Regions from separate parts of the Mus musculus genome. Here regions 1, 2, 3, 4, 5 and 6 are each linked to region 7. Evidence: chromatin contacts called from public promoter capture Hi-C data. All regions are on one chromosome and are shown on one strand. The core of a region is the stretch at or near the end of the contact, and the rest is flanking DNA. Distances in the headings are between cores, read along the strand shown. Region 1 holds the start of Zfp512b (zinc finger protein 512B). Region 2 holds the start of Cables2 (CDK5 and Abl enzyme substrate 2). Region 3 holds the start of Lama5 (laminin, alpha 5). Region 4 holds the start of Adrm1 (adhesion regulating molecule 1). Region 5 holds the start of Rps21 (ribosomal protein S21). Region 6 holds the start of Tcea2 (transcription elongation factor A (SII), 2). Region 7 holds the start of Ythdf1 (YTH N6-methyladenosine RNA binding protein 1).

Region 1 (3,210 bases), core at 592-3,091, 670 kb before region 7:
ACCCAAGTGCATAAATACAATACATAATCACTAACACTAGACATGACATAACCCATGGTGCACATAAGTGCATTGCAAAATGTCTTGACACTTAGATACACACATAAAGAAAAATTGCAGGGAGGTGGGGCTAGAGAGAGAGAGAACACAGTTGCTGTTCTTGCAGAATTGAGTTTCCAGCACCCTCTTCAGGCAGTTCACAGCTTCAGGGAATGTAGTGCCCTCACCTACATCATGATGCCCATATATGACTACCACCTGATAACACATGGTCACTTAGACATGTAATAACCTATGGGCATTGGTATATCACACTTGTGAAAACTCAGACTTACACAGGGAAAGTTGAACACACCTTTGTGTGCACACTGATCCCCACCAACAGTCTGATGTTCCACATCCTGGGAGACTCACAAAAGGTAAAAGACGTCTTTAATCCCAGCATATGGGAGGCAGAGACGGGCAGATCTCTGAGTTTGATGCTGGCCTGGTCTACAAAGGGCTACATAGTGAAAAGTTGTTTTAGAAAAAACAGTGGGGGGGGGGGGCTGGAGAGATGGCTCAGTGGTTAAGAGCGCAGACTGCTCTTCCAGAGGTCCTCAGTTCAATTCCCAGCAACCACATAGTGGCTCACAACCATGTGTAATGGGATCTGATGCCCTCTTCTGATGTGTCTGAAGACAGCTACAGTGTACTCACATACATAACATAAATAAATCTTAAAAAAAAAAAAAAACAGTGGGCATGGCTGAGAACATGTAACAGTATTATGACTCAAATGAAAGCTGAATTTTTCCCTTCCCTATTGAGTGCTCCTGTGGAGCCCCAGGCTTTGCATTCTACCTCCTTATCAGCCAGTTGGCCCTTCCTAGTCTGTCAAAAGGGTGTTTATTTCTCTGCCTCATTTATTTCCCCTTCCTAGTCTGTCAAAAGGGTGTTTATTTCTCTGCCTCATTTATTTCCAAGTTGTGTGGGCTGTGCTGTCATCCTCCCACCCACCCCCTAGATCTTACACTAGCAGCCCAGGCTCGGGGCCAGAGAAGTTAGATACTTACTGGCTGTTGGTCTAGGACCACACTGTTCACAAAGAAGGGAGAAGTTGATTCAATAGCCAGTGACCGCAATAAGGCCTATCGGTCTTCGTGTCTAGATTAAGGTGGCCTAAGGGACAGATAGAGGCTGAGGTGCCCCCTGACAGCCTACAGATGTCCTATAACCCTTCATAGGATCTACTTCAGCCAGCGCAACCACACCGGTTGCTTAATCCGTCAGGCAGGATTTGCGGTAGTGTCCAGAGTTCCTGACGTGCCTCAGTTTACTGGACTGTCCACAAAGCGACTCTTGCCCAAGGCACGCGTGACCGATCGCTCGGCCCTGGAGGCCAGGACCACCTGGGCCACGGACCGCACTGCCCGGAGCGGCGGAACGGCCCCACCGGCCCCTTCCCCGCAGCGGCGGCCGCGTGAATACCGCGAGAGTTCGCCCCCCTCCCCCCCGCAGTAAAACTGTCAAAGGTAGGAGGGGCGGGAGCGCGCATGTGCGCAGCACGGCGCGGAGTGTGCGCCGCCCGGACCCCGCGCCCCGCGCCCCGCGCCCCGGCCCGGCTCTGGCTCCGGCCTGGCCCGGCCGCACCCCTTGGGCGCTGCAGGTAAGCGCCGGCCCTGCCCGCTTTACCGCGGCCCCGGCGCCACACGCGCCCCGCACCAGCCCTGTGCCCAGCCCGCCTCCCCGCCGCGCCCGGACCCGCGCCGCGCCCCGCTCCCCGCGTCGGCGCCGTCCTCCCGCCTCCTCCTCCAGAAAAAGTCGCCATTTTGGTTCACTGCCTTCGCCCCCCCGCGGTCGGCGCTTCCGGGCCAGGCTGCAGCCCGCGTCCGGCCTCAGGTGACAGGTGGGTGGCCACGGGCCTCCAGGTGCGCCTCTTGGCTGCGCTCGTCCGGGGCCGGGCGGAGTGGCCTGCGTCCGCGGCAGCGCCCTCCTCCCTGGAGGCTACAAGGGAGATCGCAGGGACCCCAGGTGGAGGAGGGGTTTTCTTCCTACTCCGGCGGCCAGGCCTTACCCCTAACTCTGAAAGACTAGAAGGTTGCAGCAGGCCGTATAACCCGGACCTCAAATGTAATCGGGGTTCTGGATAACTCATTTCCTTATGAAGCTGCAAAACGAGGACATCCAGAGAACTTTAGTTGACTTCAGACCCCCCCTCCCCTCCCCTCCCCTCCCCTAGGCCCAGGATGGGGGTGTTGTCCTTGGCAATGAACGGTGATTGACCTTAGACCTCCTGGATAACGCAGCCCCTACACATCCCCTCTGATTTGAGTTGATCAAAAACTGTTAGGAGAGGACTCACCTGCTTGAACCTTGCTCTTTGGTACCGCCCCCTTCTGTGGCTTTGGGTGCCTCTGCGAGGCCTCACCATTCTATGCTTAGAGCCTTCCTCGGTTTTCAGGGTATGTGATGCTGCAAGCAGAACAGTCCCCAGAGGCCCAACCCCAGGGCAGCAGCATGCATACTCTATAGCCTCTGCTTGCCAGTATTGACTATAACTTGTTTAGCTGAAGTGGCTTCCTAGGCAGGGAACCTAGAAGCTATTGAAAATAAGAAGAAATGGTGGCTGCCTAGGCTGTGGTGGCTGAGGGTCTGATGTGGTGTATTCATCTGGGTGGAGGGGCCCTGTCTGCACAGAAGGCTGAGAAGGCAGGCAGGTAGGATAGCTCAGCATGGGACTAAAGTGTATTTCTAGTGGATCTTCACTTTACCAACCAGAGGGATGAGTGCATGTGGTGGGGACATGGGCCTTCAGGACCCATATTGGCTTCTTTGCCTAGAGAGAGGTCTTCAAGGGCTCTTATCTGAGTAGGTTAGTATTGTGTATCTAGATGGCAGGGGCCAGGACTCTGAGGAGAAGCTATCCCTGAGGTGTGGTGATGTGGCTGCCTGTGAGCCAGCAACCATTACTAGTGTTAATTGTCCCCTATGAGGAATATTATCAGTCTTCTTCAATTGCGTGGACCCTCTGAAGACAGGCTGATCCTCAGCAGCCTTTGGTCTTTGTGTGTCTAGATGAGGGTGTAGGTGAGGGTGTCAAATGTAGTAAGAGTCTTGGCTCTTTCTACACTTCTCATGTCTTCTGGGTTATTTAGAAAGACCTTGTCTGGGCAAACCCCCTTCTCTAAGTTAGAAGCTTCCATTACTTGCTTTTTGATGTGATCAATA
Region 2 (2,992 bases), core at 50-2,549, 650 kb after region 7:
GTCAGAACAGAGTAAGGGTAAGCCTACTTGTTCAGGGATGACAGGGAGATGCCATGGATAGAGGGGGGTGTCTGACAGAATCAGCCTGCCTGAGCCTTAAAAGCAGGGAAGGAACTGGCAGTATGAACTCCTATAGGTAACACTACCGATGGCTTCTCCCAAGGAAAGAAGCCACTTCCCAGGGATCTCTCTCCCTCAACCAACTCCACTCCAGCACCCATTTTAAGCAGCCACAGGACCAGAGCAGGCAGTGACCATAGACCAAAAAGAACATTGGGGAGATTTTCCTTTGTGTTTCTTCAATGATCCATCAAACACTTTAAAGACAAGAAGTCGCCGGGCAGTGGTGACGCATGCCTTTAATCCCAGCACTTGGGAGGTAGAGGCAGGCAGATTTCTGAGTTCGAGGCCAGGCTGGTCTACACTATACAGAGAAACCCTGACTTGAAAAACAAAACAAAAGAAAGATAAGAAGTCCACATAGGTTGGGAGCTGGAAAGAGCAGGTGATGGTAGGGTGAAGACTCTGTACAGGGAAGGGCCGACATACACACACGGTACTGAGCCAGAAGGGTTTGTATACTCGAGTCCTGGACATCCTCCACGAAGGAAACTGAAACTCCAGTATCATGCAGACTCAAGACCACGTCCATGAGGCAACTGAGATGTCAGCTGCCCTCAGACCATAGACGGGTGTCTTCAGCAGTCAGTGAGGAGGCCAGGCGGCACAGCCCGGAAGTTACAGGCTCTGGTGGAACATGGATGGATACCTGCCCAGAAGAACCCCAGGGCTGAGGGAACACCCCGGAGCAAGTGACCACAACAGGCCCGCACCCTGAGTCTGCAGCCCATAATGAACATTCGCTGAAGGGTGCCCTGTACACCGAGTCCTGGACGGGAGAACAGGACACAGGTTCCGTGCACCTACCGACCTTGCCGTGTTTAGCCACGCCAAACCTACAACAGACAGAAGACTCTAGGACTCAGGGGAGCGCCGGGGCAAGCCACATATCGCTAGCCGATCGAAGGGCTCAGAGGAGCCTCATTTGCATGCAGGCGCGCCGCAACCAATGGACAGGGACCGCGGAACTATATTTGCATATGGGCGCGCCGCGGCCAATGGGCGGGAGCGACGGGGTGGTATTTGCATACAGGCGCGCCGCAACCAATAGACAGGAACCGCGGAACTATATTTACATATGGGCGCGCCGCGGCCAATGGGCGGGAGTGACGGGGTGGTATTTGCATGCAAGCGCGCCGCGGCCAATGGGCAGCTGCGCGGCGGCGCGGCGCGGCGGCGCACTCGAGCATGGCCGCGGCTGCGGCGGGAGGAGCCCCGGGTCCGGCCCCCGGCCCCTCCAGGCCCGCGCCGGCCGCCCGGAACCCGCCGGCCGTGCCGCGGAGGCGCGGGGACTCCCGGCGCCGTCAGGCCGCCCTCTTCTTTCTCAACAACATCTCCCTGGACGGACGGCCCCCGAGCCTGGGTCCCGGAGGCGAGAAGCCAGCGCCGCCGCCGCCACCGCCCACCGAGGCCCGCGAGGCGCCCGCGCCGCCGCCCGCTCCACCTGGAGGCCTCCCGGGGCTGCCAGCCAGGCCCGCGCCCCAGGGCCTGCTCAGCCCCACGACGGCGCCCGCCGGCCTTGGCCTGGACGGGCAGCGCCAAAGGTGAGTGGGCTGGACGGGGGCGGCTGCACGCTGGGGTCAGGGTGGTGGCCTAGAGGCCTAACCAGCACTCCGGCTGTGTGACCTATGGCCTTGGCAGCCCGGGGCACCGGTGGTGGTGAGCCAGGTCCCTCCTCCCAGGTTGTGGGGTAGTTGACCTATGGGTTCGGGTAAGCCACAAGCTCGGCAGACCTGGACATGGTTGGGATGAGGTGGGTCCATTCACCCCGCACACAGGTATGGTCACCTGGTACCCATCAACTTAACACTCAGAGGTCTGGGTGAACCGGAATGGTCAGCCCAGGACACAGGGTCAAGATGACCAGCCCAAGATCAAGGTGTCGGGTAATTAGGGAAGAGGGTTCTTCAGCCCATAATGCAGGAGCCAGGGTGGTCCAGGGATCCTTCATTCTGGTACTTGAGGGCCCATCACCGCAGCGTGCAAGAGTCAGAGAGGCTCGCAGTCCCGTCTGTCCTTGACTGGGACTGAGGTGATGTGGCAGCATCAGTCCAGAATACAGGAGATGAGTTTGGGATTAACTGAAGCTGGTCAGCCTCCAGAGGGAAGGGATAGTCCCACTAAAACTGTCAACTTCTGGATATGGGGTCAGCTCTTTACCTTGAAAGTCCCACTAAAGCTGTCAGCTCCTGGATATGGGGTCAGCTCTTTACCTTGAAAGTCCCCTGAATATGGATTTCGGAGTTCCCTTGGTCTAATTGACTCTAGACACATCCCTCCCCTGGCTACCCTACACAGAGACTCACAAACACTTTTTACAGGCTGTGTGCCCAACTCAGCTTGTGGGCCAGGGTCTTACCTACCTGGTCTCATCTCTACTCGGCCTTATACACCTGACCACCTCCCTGCCCTCTGTCCCACACCTGCTGGACTCAGGGTCTGCAACATGTAACTGTTCTGCCTCCCCTGCCTGGATCCTAGGATCCTTCATCCTAGCCCAGGACAGCTCTTATTCCTCACTACTCCCCCATTCCCTGGCTATGCTTACTTCCCAGATGGCCGTAGCTACCAGCACCATGTGGGTCTCAGCCTGCTCAGCTCCCTCTTGCATTCTCAGCCTTCACCTAACGAGTGACAGCGGGAGCTAAGTCTGGACACTGAGGTCCCTTCTGGGCAGGCCCCACTGCTATATATCCGAGCTCCTGCCAGGTGGCTGGCTCCCAGGTGTGGGAAGCCCTAGGCAGGTCTGTGATGGGAAAAGCTGTCTGACTTCTGACCCTGCATCACATATCTGTGGCCAAAGGACCTCAACTTTCTGTGGCTACCACCTCAGCCTACAGGTAGGGCCAGGTCATGCTTCTCCACAGGACAT
Region 3 (3,043 bases), core at 108-2,607, 700 kb after region 7:
GAGGGCAGGAGGATGGTGCAAATTTTCCAGACAATTACGGGTCAGAACTGGGCCAGGACATGATGGCAGTGTTTCAGGAACTCACTGGGACCCTTGGGATTATCCAGAAGGACCAGCAAGAATGGGAGTCCTACCCAAAAACGTGAGATGGTGGCCTGGCTAGGAGATAAGGGGAGCTGCTAGCCCTGCTGCTGAGTTCGACCTCTACACCCCTGGGGGCTTTCCTGTTTGGTCCTAGAATCCAAGGGAAGGGAATCCAGTGGCTGTGGCTGAAGCAGACATGAGGTACACAAGCATCTTAGCTAAGCCTCTAGGACGTTCAATGTTTGCAACTCAGCCAGGCAGATCAACTGGAGCCCACTGTACCCCAGAAACACAGGAGCTAGAGGCACGGCTTGCTTAAAAGATGTCTAAGCCGGGCGGCGGTGGCCAGCGCCTTTAATCCCAGCACTTGGGAGGCAGAGGCAGGTGGATTTCTGAGTTCGAGGCCAGCCTGGTCTACAAAGTGAGTTCCAGGACAGCCAGGGCTATACAGTACAGAGAAACCCTGTCTCGAAAAAACAAAAACAAAAAACAAACAAACAAACAAAAAAACAGAAAGAAAGAAAGAAAGAAAGAAAGAAAGAAAGAAAGATGTCTAAGCAAAGTCTTAGCTTCCCAAGGAGCCTATGGAGTGGCACCTATAGGCCAATGAGCATCCTTGGATATGCTCCATGGGTGGGCGCCTGTCATTTCTTTGCTCTTGTATTGATCCCCTATTGCAGAGGAGTTTAAAACCCAAAGGGGTAGACAGGGCTAAATCCGACCTAACAATGGAGGAAGTAGGGGGTCTCCTCCTGTCTGGTCTTCTCCACCCCCCCCCCCCCCACCATTTGCAGATCACATCTCCTCTGGGTCCCCATCCACAGCTACACACAGTTTATTCAAATACCAACAGGGAAGGAAGAGAGTAACAGGCTAGGGCAACGGGGAGGCGCCAGGTGGCTGAGACCTGTTTGAAGTTAGGGAAACAAAAACAGGAGCCGCTGGGCGGGTAGAGGCAGGCCCGGCATGCTGGGGTCCTGAACATCCACGGAAAAAGCAAGGGGTCTCAGTGGGGATCGAAGCCACCACCTGGGAGAGAGGAAAGGCTCAGTAGCGCCAAGTTCCCGCGGCCTGGCGGGCGGCCAGCAGGTGCCCCTTCCAGGACGCTGGTCTGGCCGGGGTCGGAAGGGTTAAGGTCCCCAGGCCGCCCCCTCTCTTATGCCCTCCCCCAACCCCCTCTCCAGGGCATAAGGCTCGGGCGCCAGGCGGGCCTGGGCGGGGCCTGACGTCCTCGGACAGGCGGGGCCAGCGGGACCGGCCGCCCCAAACTAGACTTGCCGGGCTCCTGCGGTGCGCGCTGTCCCTAGAGCCGCAGCCCCCAGCAGGAAAATGGCGAAGCGCGGAGGGCAGCTCTGCGCGGGGAGCGCACCGGGCGCTCTTGGCCCCCGGAGCCCCGCGCCACGGCCGCTGCTACTGCTGCTGGCTGGACTGGCGCTGGTAGGCGAGGCGCGCACTCCCGGGGGCGATGGCTTCAGCCTGCACCCGCCCTACTTCAACCTGGCGGAGGGCGCTCGCATCACCGCGTCCGCGACCTGCGGCGAGGAGGCCCCGACGCGCAGTGTCTCACGCCCCACCGAGGACCTCTACTGCAAGCTGGTTGGGGGTCCGGTGGCTGGCGGAGATCCCAATCAGACAATCCAGGTGAGCGCGGCACGGAGGAGCTGGTTACACCATCCTGTGGTGGTCCACCTCTAGCGCCGGAACCCAGACATCTCGTAGGGGCTCCCAGTGCTGGGGAGAGTAAGTACGGACTGACTCTCCCACCAAGACTCCCTGGCCCCATGTTTTGATGGACTAAGGGGGACCCTGATGCGGCTACCGAAACTCGTGCAGACACGGCACGTGCCTCTGGAAGAGCCAATGAAGTGTCCGACTCGCGGACCAAGGGCCCCTGGGGCTGGTGAAGCTCGGGGGTGGGGGTGGGGGGGTGACCTAGGCAGGAGGGGACCGGTGATCAGTCCTCGGCAGCCGTAAGTCCGGGATCCCTGCGTGGGCGGAACTTGGCCAGGGTGCCCGCTGACTGTGAGGAGGGGGCGGGAGCTCCTTGTTACCCCGGGACAGGCAGGAACCTGTTGGCCTCCCGGATAGGGACGGAATGAGCGCGGAAGCCGCACCATCGCCGGTTTCTCCTGGTGTTGGGTCTCACTGTCTCAGCCAAAAGTTGAAGAAGCTTCTTTGCTTGGGATCTGGGAACTTCAGAAGGAGGTGGAGAGCGCTAACACCTGTGGGCCATCGTGGAGGAGCCCCCTGCCCAGCAGGTGGTAGGCTCTGGGGCTTTAGTCTCCCGGGAGATGTGGATTCTGTACCTAAGGACTCTCCTGAGCCCTGCCTTTCAGGCTGAGCCTGCAGGTGGGCCACGTTGTCCCCCCCCCCCCCCCCGCAGGACTCCTGCCTCACGTTAGGGACCTAAGGAGTTGGGAGCCATTAGGGCCTGGTAACTTTAGCTACCTTCTCTAGGGACCTGCTTCCACGTTCCTGGAAGGAGGCTGGCGAGGGAAAGAATAGCTGAAAAAACGGATTCGTCGGGGTGGAGAAAGGGGAGCGGTGAAGGAATTCAGTTCTGTTTTCTGGTTTACCTGGCCACCACCCTCCTTGCCTGCCCACCCCGCCTGTTCTCGGGCCTCCAAGTGGGGAGGGGGAGTTGAGAAGGGCCGGGCTCCCTGCGCTCTGGTTCCCTTGCAGTCTCAGAGTAAGAGCAGGTGTGGGCCATCAGAGACAGGGAAACTGAGGCCTGGGAAGGTATAAACACTTGTTTTTGAAGCTTTACAAGTCAGAGCAGGATCCGTCTGAGGCGAGCGTTCAGAAGTGAGGTGCCATCAAACGGTGGTGGCGCAGGCCTTTAATCCCAGCACCTAGGCAGGAGGGGACCGGTGGCAGAGGCAGGTGGATTTCTGGGTTCGAGGCCAGCCTGGTCTACAGAGTGAGTTCCAGGACAGCCAGGGCTACACAGAGAAACTCT
Region 4 (2,803 bases), core at 152-2,651, 750 kb after region 7:
CCACTCTCCTGCTTACCTGCATCCAGAAGAAGAGCCGCTTGGACCCTGCCTTAAACTTGAGCACGTAGACCCTCCCACTGGGGCACTGAGGTACCCGCTTGAACTCACAGTCATCAGGAAAGATAATCAAGTCCTGGCGACACAAGGAGGACAGTCAGACGACAGATAGACAGAGGCACACAAGTGTGTACCACCAAGGCTTAGGTCCCTGAATATTTGCTGGACCCCAATAACAGGGTGGAGTCAAGAAGTCTCAGACCCCAGTGAAGACAAACAGAAGAGGGCCCAGACTGGAGGAATAGAAAAAGTGCTCTCTGAGGACCAGACGACTTAACAGAAACATTCTGGAACTGTGTTCCAAGAAGTAAAAGGTCAACCAACTCTGGCTAGCTGCTCCTAAGTGTAACAAAGAACAATGTACTTTGGGAGACAAAGAGCCCCAAGGAAAGCAGCCTCTTCAGAGCGCTAAACTACCCGAGGCTGTGGTGAGGGTCATATCTGCACACTCCTCCACAAGACTGGAAGTTTAAGGCCAGGGCTGAGGCCACCAGCCCACCCTATCACCCTGTCAGCAGGCTGTCTCTGCTAAAACCTTAAGAACCATGGTCACCACGGGGTGCATGGCTTCACAGAGTGACTGGAGCACTCTGCCAACCTTGGGACCCCTACACTAATCTATGGAAGATGAAGCCATATTCCCTGCTCTTGCCCCGCTGGCCTGTTCTGGCTACAGGCACTCACATCCTCCACGGTCCCAGAGGTCCTGTCTTTCCAACAGAAGTGAATAAGGGAGTCGTCCGTCTGCTGGATGTACACGAGACCTTTCCGTTTATCTGGGGTGACCGTAGTTCCTTTTAATGACATTTTTCCTGCCCGGAACTCCACCAAATATTTGGTAGAAGACCCCCGAGAGCCGGGCACCAGGCTTGGGAACAGAGCGCCTGAAGTCGTCATCCTGAAAAAACAGAGCGAGGCCCGTCGTTCCGCGTCGCGTGCTCAATGTCCCACCCATACGCCGGTCGGCCCGCGACTGCCCGGGAGCGGGAGCGCGCCAGGCTGCGCAAGGCCAGGGCTGTGCGCAGGGCCGAGCGCAGCCCCGCGGAGCCCCTGCTCCCGCGACGTCACTGCCCGCCCGTGCGGAGGGAGCCTCGCTGCGTCCGGCCCCGGCGCGTCTGGGGCACCGGCGGCCGGCCCGGACTGACTCGGCCCCCCGGCTGCTGCCGCGTCCCGTCCTCCCGCCGCTCGACCCAGCCTGGAGCCGCGTGCGCCTAAGCCGCCGCTGCCGCCACCGGGCCCCTACCTGGCGGTGCTCACACTCGGCCTAGGGGCACCGTCCGGGCTCGCTCTTCCTCCTCGGCGCCTGCCGGGCCTCGCCGGAAGCCCGTGCTTGGCCCGCCCCGCCGCCGCTCTCGCCGCGGATTGAGTTCCGTCAGCCGCGCGGCCGGCCCCGACCAGGTCCCGATTGGCCCTGGTCACCGTCCATCGCATCCGGCCCGCCTCCGCGCCGGCGGCCTGTTTCCGGCGGAAGCGCGGGCCAGAGCGGCCCCTATTGTTGCTGTGTCATAGGGGAGCGGCGGTGGCCCCTGGCGGCAGCGCTGGGAACAGCGCCCCGGCCTCCACGACTCGCAGAAAGGGCCCCCGCGGGGCGGCGCTGCAGAGGTCGAGACCAGGGTGATGGGCACCGGACCGTACACCAACGTGCTCGTGGGGTTGAGCTGTGACACGTACCCTGGGACGGATGTCCGCTGTTACCCATCTAGTTCTGAATGGACCTGTCTCTCTCCACACCGCAGGGAGACAGCCTGTCTGATTTGCATTATTGGGTGAGCGAGGTGTCAGGGCCCAAGACATAAAATAGTCACATGGTTTAAAAGGTAGGAGGTAGTCTCTTGACACGAGAGCGAGGAAAGTGTCAGCTTCATGTCACTTTGTGCTAATTTGACATACATTATAGGAAAGTACAAGCGGCTGCTCAGGATGGGGGAGTGGAGGTGGGGTGGAGAAGGTAGCATGGGGTTGCTCAATGCTGTAAGAACAAGTTCACAGAGCACCGCGGATGGGTGGGGTCTAAGGGCTGCTTGTAGCTAGTCAGGTAGGGTGCCACCACCTTCCTGTAGGGCAGAGGTGCTCGCAGAATGTAAAGCCCAAGAGTCCTCACAGTTTCTTTTACACACCACTTCCATTTCTTTGCTTCCTCTATGACAGCTTTAAGGCCCCAGGCCCACCCTCCAGCCCTCTCCAGGGCCAAGCAGTGCTGAATTCTCTGGCATGCTCCACAAGTTACCATCTGTGTATATGTGAAACGTGTGCGGTCTTTTTCTGAAACAAAGGTGAAAAGTAGTTTTTCTCACTTACTACTGTCTGACGCCGACACCAACGTGTTCCAGGCCAGCCTGAGCTGGAGGGAGTCCCGCCTCTAAGATGCATTTCTGTCGCCACTGTGGCTCACTCGCTTTAGTTCCTGCTTGGAATTCTGATGCAGTAAGTTCTACATGCTTGCGTCTGTCATCTTTTTGTTGGACTCTGTCCTGTGTAGTTTCCTTTTTTTAAAAGTGTGTGTCACCCATGTGGCAGTCTAAGCACAACATTCAGTAACTTGCTTCTTTACACTCTGGGTTCCTGTGATCAGACTTGGGTTACCAGACTTGCCTGGCAAACAATGTTACCTGTTGAGTCATCTCGCTGGCCCAGTTTCCAGCTTTACTACAAAAACCTTTGAATTTCGTTAGGTGTGGTGGCTCATGCCTGATAATCCCAGCCCTGAAAAGGCTGAGGCAGGAGAACTGCCAAGTGTTCAAGACCA
Region 5 (3,127 bases), core at 86-2,585, 660 kb after region 7:
TATATCCATGGTGTCCAGCTGGACTGTGACCCAATGCCACAGACCTGGTGCTGCACCCGCAGCGCTCAACAGGACACAGCTGTGTCAGACCTCAGAATGTGGTGTATGTCCAGTAGGTTATGAATGGAAGGTGTTAAAATGTTTTTGTTAAAGTAAAACTGGTTTTTGCAACATACTTCCTTGCTTGTCTCCTTTCAGGTAAGTGTGCGGCCCTTTTCTGGTCACAATAAAAACACCAGCCCTACATAGTAAAAACAGCAAAAGCAGACTTAACTGTCACAGGTACTTAAAACTTTTATTTGTAACAAATTCCCGATTTCTTCTGCTCAAAAGTTCCTAACAAAGGGGAAAAAGTAGTATTAAAAGCTGTATCTCTTGGGAAGTCCCAAGCCACTCAACCCCAATGTGAGATTGTCCCCCACACTTACTTTGAGACAATTCCATCAGCCTTAGCCAATCGGAGAATAGAATCATCTGACTCGCCCTTTAAAATTAAAAATAAATACCTGAGTATCCACACAGAGCTGGCTCCCTGCTTAGCAGGCAGAGCATGCACTATTAAGCCCAAAACCATTCCCACAGGAAGAAAAGGACACCACCATCAGAGCTCAGATGTCACATGAACAGTACAAGGCAGACCAGGTGGTAGAACTCACCATCCTGCGAATGGCCCCGCAGATGCCATAGGTTTTAAACTGGCCATTAAACCGGCCTGTGGTCCTATCAACCTGGGTTAAAAAAAAAAAAAAAGAGGTTGGAAGATTCGACCTCACCCCGATGTTAGTAAACACACCAAGAGCCAGGCTGAGGCCTGAGGGCCTCGTAATTCCTTCCCTCAGGAACCGTCAGGTTCCCAGCTCACCTCGGCCACGTTCATCTGGATGGACGCGTGGTCCTTGGCAGCAATGATGCGGTTGCTTGCGGAGCTGGGTAAAGAGATGCACAGTGCGTTTAATAGGTCGCAAAAGAACAGTGGATGAATGGGAGCGGGGAAAGCGGGCGCGAGAATGACGGGCCCGCAGATGCTCACCATTTCCGCGGCACGTACAGGTCCACAAACTCGCCGGCGTCGTTCTGCATCCTGAGGCCGTCCCTGCAGAGTTACCACGCAGGTCTTGAGACTGGTCAGGCCCGCACTCCGAGTCTGCGGGCCCAACCAGACCCATGGCCCGCAAGCACTCTCGGCCATGTGACCGCGACCTCCCCAACTGCGCCCAGCCCGGCCCAGCCCGGCCCCGCTCGCACACAGCCCGCACCGAGGCCTACCTGCTCACTTGTCCAGCGAGAGCGCAGAAAGGAAGTAGCTCGTGCCTCCGCAGCACTATTGGGCAGGAGGGCGGGTCCTCGGTAAGTGCTTCCGGGTCAGGGTACTCGTATCCACCATACCGGAGGCCTGTTTGTGTGTTTTAACTTCCGCTTCCGGTGCAAAGAAAGCCTGGCTCTTTCCGCACAAAGCACAGGCATCGGTCCCTGTCTCCGCCTCCAGCCAAGACATGCCTTCTTCCTCAGGCCCCGCCTCCATTGCGGAGTCCAGCCCCTCCGTCCTCCGCTGGAGAGGTTGGACTTGGCTTGTCTTCCAGCCGCCCTCGAGGCTAGCTTGTCAGAGGGAGCCCAGCCGCTGCTGGATCCCTGACTCCACCGACCTGAGGCGCCGCCAGAGCCTGGGAGGGGAACGAGCGTGGCGGAGGGAGGCGGGAACGGGAAGACCAATCCTCCGAAGAGGAAACTGAGGTTGGATCAAATGAGCTGGACCGCTGGCTTTCCGCTGCACATTCATTCTCTTCAAGAACCCCCTACTCACCCTGCGTCCTTGCCATCCTGCCCCTCCTCGCCCCAGGCCCTGCCCTACTCCTCTGGCTCCAGCCGCCACCCGGTCCACACGCCTAGGGAAGTGAGTCTGGCCTGAGAGTGCACGCCTTTAATCTCAGCATTCGGGATGCCGAGGCAGGTGGATTATCTATTTGAGGCCACTCTGGACTACACTGAGTTCCCGTCTCGAAAAAGGAAAGTTCCCAGACCACAGTCACCATAATGCTCAGTAAGCCTCTTTGTTTACGAGGTCAGAGAGCAGCCCGGACACAAGACTGCCCACGCTGTTGACGACTCTCCTGAGATTACATTTCTCCGTGAGTGAATCCACTGCTCACTCATCTGTAGAACTTTATGCCTGATATCTCTCTGGGACTGGAGCTGCAGTCTGGAGCTGGGACATACACCCAGTTACATGGTCTTGGGGAGAACCTCCCTGCCATGTGCACACTGACTGGTGATCACCTTCCAAGACTGTCTGTCACGGGGTCTGGTGAAACCGAGGCTACACTTTCCTCCTCACACCTGGAAACCAGTAGTCATGTATGCATTAAGAGTTCCCGCGCAGGGCGTGGTGGCGCACGCCTTTAATCCCAGCACTCGGGAGGCAGAGGCAGGCAGATTTCTGAGTTCCAGGCCAGCCTGGTCTACACAGTGAGCTCCAGGACAGCCAGGGCTACACAGAGAAACCCTGTTTTGAAAAAAATAATAAATTCCCGCGCAGCAGGGGTTATCTTTCAGATTAGGCACAGACACCTTACCCAAGCACCTGTTTTCACAGAGAGCTCCTTTAAATGGGGGTGGGGAAGAGGAGTTAAAGTGGCTGTTTTCTACTTGGTCAGAAAAACACAAGCAAATGACCTTGCAGGTGTAACTTTTAATAAGAGAAAAGGGGGGTTCCATGCTAGACCGGGCTGCACAGTGGTGTATTTTGATTGGATAGGACTTTTAATAGCTGGACTTTGGTAGTCAGCCTCACGAGGAGGAAGTGACCATATAAGGGAGTAGAGTTTGGTGGCTAACTTTAAGAATGGAATCTATCGTGGTTTTTTTTTTTTTTTTTTTTTTTTTTTTTTAAGCAAGGCAAAAGGAATGGGCTAGAAGGGCAAGGCTAGCTGGGCGTGGTGGCGCACGCCTTTAATCCCAGCACTCGGGAGGCAGAGGCAGGCGGACAGCCTGCCTGAGTTCGAGGACAGCCTGGTCTACACAGTGAGTTCCAGGACAGCCAGGGCTATACAGAGAAACCCTGTCTCGAAAAACCAAAAAAGAAAAAGAAAAAAGAAAAGAAGTGAGGATACCAGAGCCTCTGACCTTAGGA
Region 6 (3,154 bases), core at 559-3,058, 760 kb before region 7:
ACAACCTAAGTTCAATCTCCAGAGCCCAAATGGTGGGAGGAGATAACCAATTTCCAGGGGTTGTCCTCATACTTACACACTCACCGAGATAACAAATGTAAAATAAATAAAATTAAATATACAAAGGGAAGTTTTTCTTAAAGCCAGCACCTACAAATCCCATAGTCTCACTTTTTATCTCTTTTCCAGACTGGTCACCACCCTCCTCCTAGGTACTGTAACAGAAAACCCTGATTTTCTTCCTCTGCCTAAGCTCTGTTCTTTGAACCTCAAGGGTAGGCAGGCTCCTCTGGTTCCTACCTTAAACCTCACTCTGCTTAAGGCTGCTCTTCTCTTTACCACTTCCAGGTTATATTCAAACACCTCCTTCCTACAACTGAGACAGCCTTTTCTTCTAACACCCAACACTATTGTGTTTGCTGTCCTCCAAGTTTCCACTATGAGCTCATTTGTCTTTATATGCCACAAAGAGGCAGAGAAAACCAACCCATCCAGCCGTGGTAGGGGCTGGGGCTGACCCTTCAATCTGTGTGACTTATCTGCTCAGGCTGCAGCCTTGTTTCATGGCCCTAAGTTAGTAAGCTGTACACCAATCAGCCCTGAGGTGGCTGACTTTGCTAAGAAGACCTGATCCTTGGAGCCAGGGGCATGCATCCACAATAGCCCTGCACTCCCATAATGAAAACCCAGATAAACCATCAGCTGTTCCAAGGAGCCTCTCTCAAGGACTACTGGAACCTCTGCAGGTTCCCTTCTCAACTGTACAGTCCTATCTGTGGCCTTCCATCCTTACTGGGTCTCCCTTTGGATTCCCATCCTATCTCTGCCACCCTTAGTTCCAAGTTTGTCATTTGTGCTTTCTCTTACCGGAAAGAAGCTCCAGCAGGGCCTCTGTAGCCCAGATGATTGCAAAGTGGGTTCTGTTTCCAGTGTAAAGGCTTATGTGGGCACTTAACCTACTTCCTGTTTTAGACCCCAGCCCTCCAACCCCTAGAGCAATCCTGCTCATCCCCAAAAGCTGTCCTGCAGCCTTCTACTTCAAGCACAGTCCTGGGGAGGCTGTACAGACTCATGACTCAGCCACTATCTGGGCTGCCCTCAGAGCGGTGCTGCGGATGCTCTAGAGTCACTCAGTCTTAAAGCCACCTCCTAAGTCCCTTCCCACCCACGGAAGGCAAGATTGCAGGTGCCATCATCCCCTAAGGATGCTCCTCAAAGGCTACGCAGGTGACCATGGTCGGAAGGCAGGCTGGACTGCCAAGCCCACACTGGCCAGGGGTCTCAACGCCACAGGCTCAACTGTCTGCCCAAACCGACTTGCTGTTGCCTGAGGCCTGACTAAGCAGGGGAAAAATTTATTAAGAGAAACCTGGTGCTGAAGGGTGGGGGGCAGACAGGGGAGACAACGGCTGGGCCAGGGACGCCCGCGGCCACCGCTGGGCGACGAACAGAGGGTAGCTTTCGGTCAACGCGGCGTCCATTGCGAAGCGGCAGTCCCAGGACAGGGTGGAGGGCGGGCCTGGGCAAGGGGTCTCGACTGACTGGGCTAGGTATCACTCTGCCCGAGGGTAGGCTCAGACGGTCTCCGCGGAGCGGGGCCCCAGGGTCCTGGCGGCCCGCGCCCCTCACCGCGTTCTTCCTGGTCACCATTTTGTCCAGCCTCCGGGCGATACGAGCAATCTCTTCCTCCTTGCCCATCACTACCTCGGTGGCGGCGGGTTGTGCCGGTTGCGCCGCCCGGCCTGACCTCGGCCGCCGCCGCCGCCTAGATCCGCGGTCCAAACCTCCGCCTGGCGGCCGCGTGCGACAGAATTAAAAAAAAAAAAAAAAAAAAAGAGTCCCCGCCCCCGGGACCACAACTCCCAGACGACTGCGCGGCCTGCGGCCTGCGGCCTGATTGCCCGCTGGAAAAGGTAGTTCCGCAGGTATCTCCGCCGGACCACGGCCCCACGTGCCCACCGAATGCCAGGGGGAGGGAGGACCTAGAGGAGGGAGAAGGACAACCCTACTGCGCTCAGGTCTTTAATTCAACCCATCTGAGCAGCTTGCCCTGGCGGCCGGTCGCGCCTTCACTAGTGCACTTAGATCGCCTCCACTTCCGAGAGTCACTCAGCTCACTCCACACACTTCACTTGGTACCAAGCCGAGTTTGGGGGCTTTCTTGGCGCTGCGCAGGTGGCCGGGACTCTGAAACGGTTTCTCCGCAAGAATTCAGGCTTTAGCCAAGCAATGTAGGCTCATGCCTTTTTAATCCCTGCACTCGAGAGATAGAGAGTCAAGCAGATCCCTGTGAGTTCAAGGTCAGCCTGGTCTACAGAGCTAGTTCCAATACATTCAGGGTTACACAGAGAAACCCTGTCTCGGGGGTGGGGGGTGGGAGTGGGGAGAACTATTCAGGTTCTGAAGTCAACCTAACGGTATAAACCCCAAGTTCTGCACATTGTTGTACGTCTCAGTCTCCCAACCTGTGAAGTGACAATGACAGAGGCTGCGATCAGGAGCCTCCGATTCATATTTTACACTGAGAACAGGGCAGGGTACTGAGGCAATCCGCTACTGAGGCATTACCTCAGGAAGACCCTAACCACGTCCAGGAAAGGGAGAATGGTGCTCTGCTCTTCTTCTGTCCTATACATGGTGGCAGGTGTGCTGGTACTAAAAGTCAATCTGAATTTTTTTGTACCCAGGAGGCCAGAGTGCAAATGACATACACAAATGACCTAAGCTGACCGTTTTAATCAGTTATGACATCTTTACCATAAGAAAAAGGCATGGAACTTCTTGAAGGCAACAAAGCTTTTCCAGAGGTGCAGTGATGGCTGAACCCAGCTCTCTAGTTTCATACCACCTCTCATTCTGCCCTTTACTGAGAGCTGGGCCCTTGCTCTAAGCTAAACCCAACAACAACAACAAAAATTCTGGGAAAGGGAACCCTGTGTTTGAGTACTGAATTAATGCTTTCAGGACCCTACCACAAGACAGGCAGTAAGAGAACCACAGGACCTTCAGCCATGCTGTGTTTGGCTGATGACTTGACCCCATCAAGGGACTGCCTACTGAGTAGTCCCAGCTCTGACTGGTCCCAATGATGAGCAACAGCAGCCTGTAGGTGGCAGGAGCCACCCACAGATCTGCTCAAGAACAGGCTCTTTCC
Region 7 (2,970 bases), core at 334-2,833:
ATTCTCAAGAGGGCATTCATAGAGAAGGGGCTGTCTCATTTGAGCATCTGTGTCTGTCAGCATGGATAGGTGTCCTCACGGCTGGCCTTCATAGGGCCAGCTGTTGAGTGAACCAAGCCCAGCACACAGCAAAGGCTTGTTCCAGCCAGGTGTTACTTGAATACAGAGCTTATAGCCTCTGGGCTCCATCCATCAGCTCTTCAACAGAAACTTCAACCCAGCTTCCCTGGAGGACATCTAACATCTACAAAATGGCTGACAGCTGTGCCCTTCAACCCAGTGATCCACCTGCATGTGCCTCGCTCTGGTGTCCTCCTATTGATGATGTGCATCAGAAGCTAGGACATTTACTACAACAAATCCAGGGACCAAACATGCCCCAGAAGGGATGTGTGGATGCATCTGGGGTTTGGTCCCTAGCAATGTTCTTGCAATCACATGATAGGTCACAAATTTGCCTGTTATTCCAGTTCCAGGCTATCAGACACCTTTTCTGACCCTTCACATTCACCAAGTGCACCTATAGTGCACATATATACATGCAAGCAAAACACTCATACAAATAACATTTATTTTAAAGGGGCTGGAGAGATGGCTCAGGGTCAAGGTATAAGAGCATTTACTGCTCTTTTAGAGAATCTAGGTTCAATTCTCAGCATCCACTTTGGGGTCTGAACCATCTATAACTCCAGTTCTGGGGTATCTGACACCCTCCTCTGGCCTCCTTGAGCACCAGGCACACATGCAGTGCATAGACATACATGCAGGCAAAACACTCATACACATAAGATTAAAATTAATAAATCTTTTTAAAATTACATTCAAAAGATTTGTTTTATTTTATGTGTGTGTGTGTGTGCCTGCTTGTCTATATATGCATCACGTGCATTCAATGCCAGAAAAAGAGTTCTGGAACCCCTGAGACTGGAGAATTGTAAGCCATCATGTGGGTGTTGGAACTAGCCCCAGGTCCTTTGTAAGAACAGCAAGTAGTCTTGAGCACTGAGCCATTGCTCTAAACCTCAAATAAAACTTTTTTTAACGACGGGAACAGGGAGGAGGAGTCTGTGTGTGGTAGCAGGTTCACTGAGCAAAGAGCTTGCCTGAAAGTGAATGGCTAAATGGCTAATGGGGTGAGTTCTTTGTTGGAGACTCTTTGACGGATGAACTTTCCCCACGTGGAACCCAAAGGGGGCCGTCTAGCTTTCCTCAAAGTCCTCTTGTTTTTACCCTGGGTGATGGAATCAGGTACAGAATCTAACGCGAATACTGGTTATTCTGGCACACTCCTGTCAGGTTCATATTGTCACGGGGCAGGCTAGGAGGCCAGCCCAGCAGCCACAAAACTCTGGGACAGGTGTAGCTAAACTACAACCTCACACCGTCTCCCCAATAGGCGCCGCCCCAGGAGCCCCACGTGACTCTCGAGTCGCCCCGCCCCATCCGGTCCGGTCCCGCCCCTCCAGCGCGAGACTGAGTCCCAAGCGCGAAATCCTGGGCGAGGAGCGACGGTGCGCAGGCGCAATGGTGGCGACTCGACGGCGCTCCCGGCCTGCCCCGCGCGCTGACGTCGCGTAGCTTCGTCCCAGCCGCCGCGGCCGCCATTGGAGTCGGCGCCCCCTCAGCCTGTCCGCTACCTTCCGCTGCTTCCCGCTGTTCCGGCCCGCGTGCCTACAGCTGCCGCCGCGCCCGGCCGCACCCGCGGAGTTGGCGGCGGGGCACGGGGCCGCGCGCGGCGTGACAGGCCCGGCCTCGTGGGAGGCCCGAGCCGGCGGCGCCCGGGTCCCGCGCCGCGCTGTTCATGAAGCATGTCGGCCACCAGCGTGGACCCCCAGGTAGGGGCGTCTCGGGACCACGGTCACGAGAGCAGGCCGTGGACAGGGCAAGACAGGTTGCGGTCTGGGCCGCGCCGGGGACCTGGAGGCTGAGCTGGGGTTAGGGTGCGGGGTCCGGACTGGGAACAGGGAGGCCGGGTCGAAGATCTGAATACCAGGCCGGGCCACGGTTCTGGGGTCCAATGGCGGGGTCGCTGGGCTTGGCTGTGATCAAAGTGTGGGAGATCTGGAGGCCCGGTCGGGGTCGGGTCGCCCTCCGGGTAGCGTTCTTTTCGGATAGTAACTTTGTGTTTCCTTTCCCGGGCTGGGTGGTGTCCACCCGCATATCCTGGCCTGCGGCGATGCAGAGAACAAAAGGACAAGATAATAAAGGTGAGGAGAGTTCCGGGAAGTTGTCCGGACTTGAGAGGAGAACGGGGCAGCGCCAGTCCGTGTGGACAGAGAAAGTCCACCAAGCCAGCCTGGGATCTGAAACTTAGTTTCCTCCCGTAAGCTTGGAGGAGATGAAAGTTTCTATTTCCGGGGTACTTGACAGATTGGAGGGGAACTAGAAAAATAAAGGCGTACCCGGAGTAGTTCAGATAATATTTTGCAATTTCCCCCTTGACCCTGCCAGAACAGTTACCTGGTGGGGAAAGAAATGGTGATCAGACGGCCTCGCAGAGGTCTGAGTGACTGACTGGTCCTCTGTTGCTAGGTAGTGGATGGCTCTGGAGGAGAGTCAGCCAGCTAGCTGTGGATCCGGAGGCCCTGCCCTCCATCCTTAGCTATAGTCATTGTAAGTTTATTGTTATCTCCTGTGATATTCTGGCTTGTAATAAACTTCCAAAACTCTTATGAGAACTCCAGAGTGACACTAAATCCTGGGAAGACTGTTTTTAACCAGTGCATGTTGTTGTTACTTGGGTGTAACCAAATATGGCTCATCGTGTTTTAAGATTGGAAAAGGCCCAACACTTTATTTACCATTCCTTTCCTTTCCTTTCCTGGCTGTGCACTGTAACAGTGGAAAGTAAGTGGAGAATCAGATGATAGTAAGCTTAGGTTACAGCCCTTTCCAGCTGAGCATCCTGCCCTCAGATCTCTGCATAACTAGGCTCTTAAAGCATGTGTCCGCTATTTGCCTGGAGTAGAG

Evidence for each region. Promoter capture Hi-C pulls out the DNA fragments that hold promoters and counts their contacts.
Region 1: a promoter capture Hi-C map of liver shows a contact between it and region 7, with 4 times the contacts expected there. The contact joins the promoter of Zfp512b here to the promoter of Ythdf1 in region 7. A contact is called at or near these places in 8 of 39 promoter capture datasets (the 3T3-L1 cell line, 3T3-L1-derived adipocytes, the C10 cell line and 4 more), 8 of 484 Hi-C or Micro-C datasets (CD4 T cells, the G1E-ER4 cell line, embryonic stem cells and 3 more), 6 of 115 datasets of contacts at active chromatin or transcription factors (astrocytes, cardiomyocytes, double positive thymocytes and 3 more) and 2 of 9 other capture datasets (adipose tissue and liver).
Region 2: a promoter capture Hi-C map of pre-B cells shows a contact between it and region 7, with 5 times the contacts expected there. The contact joins the promoter of Cables2 here to the promoter of Ythdf1 in region 7. A contact is called at or near these places in 19 of 39 promoter capture datasets (the 3T3-L1 cell line, 3T3-L1-derived adipocytes, the C10 cell line and 13 more), 5 of 484 Hi-C or Micro-C datasets (CD4 T cells, the G1E-ER4 cell line, cerebral cortex and 1 more), 4 of 115 datasets of contacts at active chromatin or transcription factors (the SCID.adh cell line, T-cell acute lymphoblastic leukemia, extraembryonic endoderm stem cells and 1 more) and 2 of 9 other capture datasets (liver and macrophages).
Region 3: a promoter capture Hi-C map of stem cell-derived epiblast-like cells shows a contact between it and region 7, with 3 times the contacts expected there. The contact joins the promoter of Lama5 here to the promoter of Ythdf1 in region 7. A contact is called at or near these places in 6 of 39 promoter capture datasets (hippocampal neurons, liver, neural stem cells and 2 more) and 1 of 484 Hi-C or Micro-C datasets (embryonic stem cells).
Region 4: a contact with region 7 is called in a promoter capture Hi-C map of pre-B cells, with 5 times the contacts expected there. The contact joins the promoter of Adrm1 here to the promoter of Ythdf1 in region 7. A contact is called at or near these places in 8 of 39 promoter capture datasets (embryonic stem cells, erythroid cells, frontonasal cranial neural crest and 4 more) and 1 of 484 Hi-C or Micro-C datasets (CD8 T cells).
Region 5: a contact with region 7 is called in a promoter capture Hi-C map of pre-B cells, with 2.8 times the contacts expected there. The contact joins the promoter of Rps21 here to the promoter of Ythdf1 in region 7. A contact is called at or near these places in 6 of 39 promoter capture datasets (the C10 cell line, embryonic stem cells, fetal liver and 3 more), 2 of 484 Hi-C or Micro-C datasets (B cells and the G1E-ER4 cell line), 2 of 115 datasets of contacts at active chromatin or transcription factors (embryonic stem cells and memory CD8 T cells) and 3 of 9 other capture datasets (adipose tissue, liver and macrophages).
Region 6: a promoter capture Hi-C map of pre-B cells shows a contact between it and region 7, with 7 times the contacts expected there. The contact joins the promoter of Tcea2 here to the promoter of Ythdf1 in region 7. A contact is called at or near these places in 12 of 39 promoter capture datasets (the 3T3-L1 cell line, 3T3-L1-derived adipocytes, the C10 cell line and 8 more), 1 of 484 Hi-C or Micro-C datasets (CD4 T cells), 1 of 115 datasets of contacts at active chromatin or transcription factors (memory CD8 T cells) and 1 of 9 other capture datasets (liver).

The regions. Positions count from the first base shown.
Region 1 is chr2:181,591,092-181,594,301 of GRCm38.p6, reverse strand. Zfp512b (zinc finger protein 512B) reads left to right here and starts at 1,841. Exons shown (of 17, transcript NM_001164597.1): 1 at 1,841-1,881.
Region 2 is chr2:180,271,772-180,274,763 of GRCm38.p6, reverse strand. It overlaps Cables2 (CDK5 and Abl enzyme substrate 2), which reads left to right and starts at 1,299. Exons shown (of 10, transcript NM_145851.2): 1 at 1,299-1,664. The coding sequence starts at 1,309.
Region 3 is chr2:180,224,173-180,227,215 of GRCm38.p6, reverse strand. It overlaps Lama5 (laminin, alpha 5), which reads left to right and starts at 1,357. Exons shown (of 79, transcript NM_001081171.2): 1 at 1,357-1,725. The coding sequence starts at 1,414. It overlaps Gm52542 (a long non-coding RNA gene), which reads right to left and starts at 2,597. Exons shown (of 2, transcript XR_003953984.1): 1 at 2,533-2,597; 2 at 902-2,277.
Region 4 is chr2:180,170,186-180,172,988 of GRCm38.p6, reverse strand. It overlaps Adrm1 (adhesion regulating molecule 1), which reads right to left and starts at 1,401. Exons shown (of 10, transcript NM_019822.3): 1 at 1,301-1,401; 2 at 742-955; 3 at 17-133. The coding sequence starts at 954. Gm29886 (a long non-coding RNA gene) reads left to right here and starts at 1,739. Exons shown (of 4, transcript XR_867152.3): 1 at 1,739-1,823; 2 at 2,206-2,481.
Region 5 is chr2:180,255,587-180,258,713 of GRCm38.p6, reverse strand. It overlaps Rps21 (ribosomal protein S21), which reads right to left and starts at 1,335. Exons shown (of 6, transcript NM_025587.2): 1 at 1,267-1,335; 2 at 1,031-1,093; 3 at 863-926; 4 at 657-728; 5 at 429-484; 6 at 270-336. The coding sequence starts at 1,080. The coding sequence ends at 327. Cables2 (CDK5 and Abl enzyme substrate 2) reads left to right here. Exons shown (of 10, transcript NM_145851.2): 10 at 1-175. It overlaps Mir3091 (microRNA 3091), which reads right to left and starts at 1,178; the gene lies at 1,103-1,178.
Region 6 is chr2:181,678,951-181,682,104 of GRCm38.p6, reverse strand. It overlaps Tcea2 (transcription elongation factor A (SII), 2), which reads right to left and starts at 1,808. Exons shown (of 10, transcript NM_009326.3): 1 at 1,630-1,808. The coding sequence starts at 1,698.
Region 7 is chr2:180,919,549-180,922,518 of GRCm38.p6, reverse strand. Ythdf1 (YTH N6-methyladenosine RNA binding protein 1) reads left to right here and starts at 1,583. Exons shown (of 5, transcript NM_173761.3): 1 at 1,583-1,835; 2 at 2,183-2,207. The coding sequence starts at 1,809.